Regions from separate parts of the Sorghum bicolor genome. Here region 2 is linked to region 1. A link is a contact called in public HiCAR-type data. All regions are on one chromosome and are shown on one strand. Each heading gives the region's core, a stretch centred on a gene start, on an enhancer-like site or on the middle of the called end of the contact. The rest is flanking DNA. Distances are from core to core; before and after follow the strand shown. Region 1 holds the start of LOC8059575. Region 2 holds the start of LOC8056082.

Region 1 (3,240 bases), core at 524-3,023:
GAGGGCATAAATGGCCTACTTGGGAGGCCTTTCGTACCCAAAACCCTTTTAAAGCAACAACCTTGTACGTCGTCACTCAAAAGCGGCTTAAAAGCCCAGCCCACTTGTGATAACCCAAGACAGCCTTGTCAAAAAAAGAAAAAAAAATGTTTTTGCCCTTGTCTAGTATTTTAATTGTAATTTTACTTTTTTTTATTTTGTGTTTTTATCCTTAGTAATAAAAGTGCTCGTGCGTTGTAACGGGTAAAAAGTTATAGCGTCATCCATAATTTAATATCTATGTCTTATTTTATCTTAAAAATAATAATTTTTTATTTACATCATTATATTTTTATTGCACTCAATACTATGCTAAAAAACATATCATCACACTATAAAAAGCGAGTTTTTTACGCCGTACTATATGAGCCCTATGTTATGCGTGATCTTACTCTTCTTCTATAACAACCGTTCCGATCTAAATGTCATGCTATATGAACCCTCCATCATCCATGATCTTACATGTAAGATTTAAGACCCCTATTTAATCTCACAGTAATGCTACCCGTCATAAGTCATGTCTTTCTCTCTTGCGTATCCCGACTTCCTGATTTTGACTCGGTATATTTTCTTCTACTTAAGTAATCAATTGCTCCTTCATCGGGGCAACTTTTGTTAAAGTCGTGACCAATAGCACACAATTAATTAATGAGGAATACAAACCAATGACGAGAAAATTATTAAAGATAGAATCATGCTCATGTATTCTAAGGAAATAATAATAACTTGATAGTCACATGCCCTCCATACACAATGGTCATTTGCACCGGCACAAAAGCTGGCATTGCTTGATTTAGCTAGTATGATATCACCATCCAACGTGAGTGGTAGGAGGCAGACACGCATGGCTAGCATTGCATGCATCCTCTTGGCTTCGACCGCCATGACATACTGGTCGTGCATTTTTTTTTTCTATTTTCTAACTATTTAACAATTAGTTGTTACTAGCAGCATAGTTTGTGTAAATTTTTATTTGCTTTTCTAAATTTTATATATTAGTTATTCAAAAGGAATGATTTTAATTAAAGTTTATATTTTATAATTTATGCACAATTTTCAAATTATGGCCTGCTCTTTGATTTTTGGCCTTTTTCTTTTTATAGCTGCTGCATCCCCAATTGCCCATGATAAATTCTGACGTGGTGCCGGTTGGTCGTGCAAAGTTGTAGGCAACTGTCCTTTTCCCGATTTGATTTTTTTTACTATTCGGAGTACGGTTCGGAGGTGTAGATAGATAGAGATAATTTTCAAACAGAACAGATCGACTTTGAAAACCATAATCCGAGTAGAGACCGGAGCTGAAGGAAAAATATTGTGAACTGAAGCCTATACGGACTGGATAGACAAAAAACAAAACCTGGTGGACTAAAATTTTTATTACAATTATATACTAGGGAAAGATTATTTTAAAATCAACTGTCCGTTTACGCCGACTTTGGAGGTGTGTGTGTGTCATGGCTAGGGAATAAATGAATTAAAAAAAATCAAAACCTAAAAAGAAAAGGCCAATTGACCACACTGCCCCTTATTTGTTTCTAGCTCTTCCTTGTCTGAAACACATGCATCGGGAGCGGGCGGCACGATGCGGCGGCGCCTCCCGGCCTCTGGCTCGTGCATGGTGCGGCTTCTGCTCTGGGGCCTGGCCGCCTGGGAGCGCACACACGCGCGAGGCGGCCGCAGATCTCGCCGGGCAGCGGCGGGTCTCCTGCGGCGCTAGGCGCAGCTCCTGCCTCTGCCTGCCCGCCGATATTCTTCTTCTTGGCGTGGCTCAGAGTCAGAGGCACCCCGCTCTTGTTCTTCTAGGCACATGAGGGGCGTCAAGGTGCGTGGCCGCAATCCTGCTCAGTGGATGACTGCATTCCGTTGCGACTTGTGTTCTTCCTTGCCCGCACCTCGTGAGCACCCGCCCAGGTCGAGGCAGCAGTGCCCCCGGTCGCCGTGGCGACGCCGTCGACCCCGTGGGCTTCCTTGCCATGCTCGGTGTCTCGGACCATGTCTTCGCCAAGTTCCTCTGCGTCCGATCTGCATTTATCATCATGCTTCCACGATCCCAACAGTATAGCAGAAATAATCGCCGATGCCAACAGTAGCATGCATGCGGAGCCCGGGCGAATGGTCCCGGGCGCGGGCGGGCGGCGACGTGCGCGCGCGGTCACCGCGGGCGGGTGACCCTCACGTCGCCGTGCCGGGCGGGCGGGCACGACGACCGACCGCGTGAGATCCGGTCAAGACGACTCGTGCTCTGCCTCGGTGGATGCATGTCGTCTGCTCTTGGACATGACATCCGGGATGGAGCACATGCACATGGACATGCCCCGATCCTCTCCTCTTCCACCTACCCTACTCTAAAAGCAAGAGCAAGAGCAAGAGCTCCTCTTCCCTTCCTCCGCCGCATCCCCATGTGCACTGCAGCTAGCGCACATTGTTTTCTGTTCCGCCCTCCAGCAGTCGTCTAGGCCGGTCGGCCGGTCCATTCCATGGCCGACGACGGAGGATTAACGCTGCTGCTACCCTACTGTCGGGGCACTGCACGCCACCTAGGAGCACTAACACGCCGCTTCCCTTCCAATTCCATCCACGGTAATCAATCATATTCTTTATTAAGCTGACATCCTCTTGCGTCTGCCAATTCCCAAATCGATCGTCAGGGAAACGGCAGGCGAATAGAATTTCAATCAAATCATGGTTTAAATCCAACGAGTCCTGGGCTTGGCACAGTTTGGACATATGCACGCCGCACGCCTAATGATAAGTACAGTATACATACAGGGCTCGATCATCAGTTCTGCTTAATTCAATGTATCACATACCAATGGACAGCTTGCATGCGCTCTGTTTCTTGCTTGTAGCATCTGCCCATTCTTAACCTAAACTTGATTGGACTAGTTTAGTTCAATTCAATGCACCAGTCAGCCTGCCTGGCCACTCTAATCTCAAGTTAATCTCCCCAAAGGCCAAAACCAAAACCAAAACCAAAACCAAGCAGCTAGCTAGCTAGCTCTCAGTCAGCATGCAATGGCCCATGCAATGCAACGCATGCCCCCATGATAATGGAGTACTCTGTACTCCTCATCTTGTTTTTGCCCTGAACGGCTGAACCAGTGAACCGAAACCAAGAAGCAGGGGGCATCGAATCCCCAATCATATGCAACAGCCAGACAGCTCATGCCTGCTGCTCCCAATCTGCATGCTGCCAACCCA
Region 2 (3,240 bases), core at 426-2,925, 520 kb after region 1:
CCACGAACTGTTAACGTGGGCGCCATCGGACGGCGTTGCATCCGCCTCGGTCACGGAGGTTGCTCATTGGCGGTTGTTCTGCGGAGCCTGAAGAAATCCTCGGAAACTGCCTTCGCCTTTTTTTATTTTTTTTTAAAAACAATATTTTAAAAAGGAATTGCCAAAAAGTGGCAGTGTTCCCACACCCCCCCTCGTGAAACTGCCATATTTGCATCATATAAAAACCTGAGCGGACTTCACTTGCTGCTCTAGAGGACCACCGATTGGTCTGCGTGCATCGGTTTCTATAATTGATTTAATCAAGAATAAACTTCTACTATTATTCTTTGCGTGTGTTTAGTTCCTCGTAAAATACAAAATGTAAAATATCAACTACTTTGAAACCATAGAATACAAAATATCAAAATTTTTAAAGTTATGTTTAGTTCCATCAAAAAACATGTTTAGTTTCATCTAAAATGCTGAATTTATTGACCTCATGAGAGCCTCTTAAGACTCTTTTGGATTTTTTTAGCTTGAGACCAAAATACAAAATAGAGAATAACCACCTTTTTCCAAAAAAAAAATACATGACATTATTTCGATTATGCAAAGTAATAAACCAAAATCCAAATTTTTTTAGAATAGAAGAGGAACTAAGCATCCCCTCAATCAAAAATTTTGAACTTCAATCAACCTTACCACCAAAGAATGGCTAACATATATGACTTCAAAAACTATATTATAAAACAACTTTTAATAAATTATAGTTTTGATAAATTTTTGTATTTTTTTCATAAATCTAATTAAAATTATAAAAATAGAAAAAAATTCTAGAAGATAATTGATTCAGAAGAGCAAGTTGCGCCTTGTTTAGTTTCAAAAAGTTTTGCAAAATAGAAATAGTACCACTTTCGTTTGTATTTGACAAATATTATCCAATCATATACTAACTAGACTCAAAAGATTCGTCTCGTCAATTCCGACCAAAATGTACAATTAGTTTTTATTTTTGTCTATATTTAATACTTCATGCATGCGTCTAAAGATTTGATGTAACGGGAAATCTGAAAAATTTTACAATTTTTTGGAACTAAACAAGGCCATGTAAAAGAGAAAAGTGAGGCCACATGGTTCATTTTCTGGCGGGATTAGGCCTTGTTTAGTTCCCAAAAACTGTAATACTTTCGTTTTTATTTGACAAACATTGTCCAATCATGTAGTAACTAAGTTTAAAAGATTTGTCTCGCGATTTATAGGCAAAATGTGTAATTAGTTTTTATTTATATATATATATATATATATATATATATATATATATATATATATATAATGTTCCATACATGTGCCGCAGGATTCGATGTGACGGGAATCTTGAAAAGTTTTTGGTTTTTGGGTGAACTAAACAAGGCATTAGGCCCTTAGGCCTTATTTAGTTCCAAAAAATTTTGCAAAATTTTTCAAATTTCCCGTCACATCGAATCTTTACGTAATGCATGGAGTATTAAATACAGACAAAAATAAAAACTGATGAGAGTTTTAAGACTATAAATGAAGCTGTATGGTAGAAGCATTTGTGTATCATTCATTATTCATCATTTTCTAGTGAGATAAACTAGAAACACTGGTGAGTGGTTATGTTTATGAAGGGTTTTTTTTTAACTCAGGACACGTGAACTTGATTGAACATAAAACAGCTGCATTAATGAATGAGTACACGTAGCATAGGAGGAACGGAAAACTCGAAAACTCGGAGGAGCATCTTGAGAGAGCGGCAGCGCAGAAAAGTTGAGCGGAGAAAGCAAAAGAGCAGCAGCGGAGAGGGAGCAACTGTTGCCTGTGCACCTCTCCCCTCCCTATAAGCGCTCCTCCCGAAGCCCACCAGCCCCACCAGGCCACCACCACCACCTTCTCCCCCCCGCCCCTTTCTTCCTTCTTCCTCAGCCCCAAACCCTAACACCCCACCACCACCCCGTCCGCGACGAGGTGGGGCTTAAACCCTACCGCCCACCAGCGGCGGCCATGAAGACGCTGTGCCCCAAGCCCGGCAAGGGCGGCAAGATCCACCCGTCGCCCGCCGAGGACCCCATCGCGGCGGCGTTCCGCCTCCTCCCGGCCGCCATCCTCGTCCTCGTCGCCGGGCTGTGCCCCGAGGACCAGCGGGTCCTGGCCCACCTCGTCACGCGCTCGTTCCTGGTGGGCTGGGACGCCGCCACCGCGCCGCCGCCGGAGCAGCAGCAGGCGCGCGGCGGCGGAGGCGGAGGCGGAGGCACGCGTCGCCGAGCGCGCGGCCACCCGCCCACTGTCGGGTGCCTGTGCTTCGAGTGCTACGGCAGCTTCTGGTCGCGGTGGGACTGCTCCCCGCAGCACGACCGCATCCACGACGTCCTCGAGGCCTTCGAGGAGCACCTCCGCGCCGCCGAGTCCGCCGCCGCCGCCACACCTCCCTCCTCCAAGCGCCGCGACAAGGGAAAGCGCGGCAGGGCTCCTGCTGCCGCAACTACACCTCCGCCGCCGGCGCGGAGCAGCCCCGAGTCCCTGGAGCCCGCCGCTTCCGAGGTGGCGGCCCAGGAACCGCCCTCGTCGCCGCTCCTTCCTTCCTGCCCTTCTACCGCGCCGACTCCCGCGGCGTGCCTCTCCGAGAACACGGAGAATGTCCCGGAAGAGACTGCCGCCTCGGAGGCCCAAGCGGATGACGAATGCGGCGGCGAGGTGGCGGTGGAGGCCGAGGCCGAGGAGGAGAGGAAGCGCGGGTGGGCGGACGTGATGGGCGGCGTGCTGAACCTCCGCCGCTGGGGGATTTGGAGCCCCGCCGCCGTGGAGAGCGGCGCCACCTAGGGGCGGGCAGCAGGCGGCGGCCAATGGCATTCCTGTAAATGCCGGGCTTTTCTAGGGTACTGTTGGCAAAAGATCGGACTGCCTAGGCAGCACCAGCAGCAGAGGTAAAAAAAAAAAAGAAAAGCGCTGGTAATTCTCTTCTCCGTTTGGTTGGGGAAGGGAACTGGAAATCTGCAAGCGCGGGCAACTATTGTAGTATGTGGGGGTAATTATGGCAACCAGTGATTGTGCAACTGAAACAAACAAGATGAACATCACTTGGTGCTTGATAATCGTGTGAATTATGGTCTTGCGTTGCTTGCATTTATCCTGCTCCTGCTCCTGCTTGACTGTTCCATCTGTGCGGGTGCAGGTGTAAAGTTCCTTGCTTTTGCGATGTAATTAGGCGGCAGGTTCATCCCTAGTCAATGATGAATGATCCGG

Evidence for each region. HiCAR-type assays count read pairs that join an accessible place to other places.
Region 2: a contact with region 1 is called in a HiCAR-type map of leaf, with 6 times the contacts expected there. The contact joins the promoter of LOC8056082 here to the promoter of LOC8059575 in region 1. A contact is called at or near these places in 1 of 4 Hi-C or Micro-C datasets (leaf mesophyll) and 1 of 1 datasets of contacts at active chromatin or transcription factors (leaf).

What each region holds. Positions count from the first base shown.
Region 1 is chr4:48,606,692-48,609,931 of Sorghum_bicolor_NCBIv3, forward strand. LOC8059575 reads left to right here and starts at 1,774. Exons shown (of 4, transcript XM_021459848.1): 1 at 1,774-1,861.
Region 2 is chr4:49,126,006-49,129,245 of Sorghum_bicolor_NCBIv3, forward strand. It overlaps LOC8056082, which reads left to right and starts at 1,676. Exons shown (of 1, transcript XM_002452101.2): 1 at 1,676-3,152. The coding sequence starts at 2,002. The coding sequence ends at 2,817.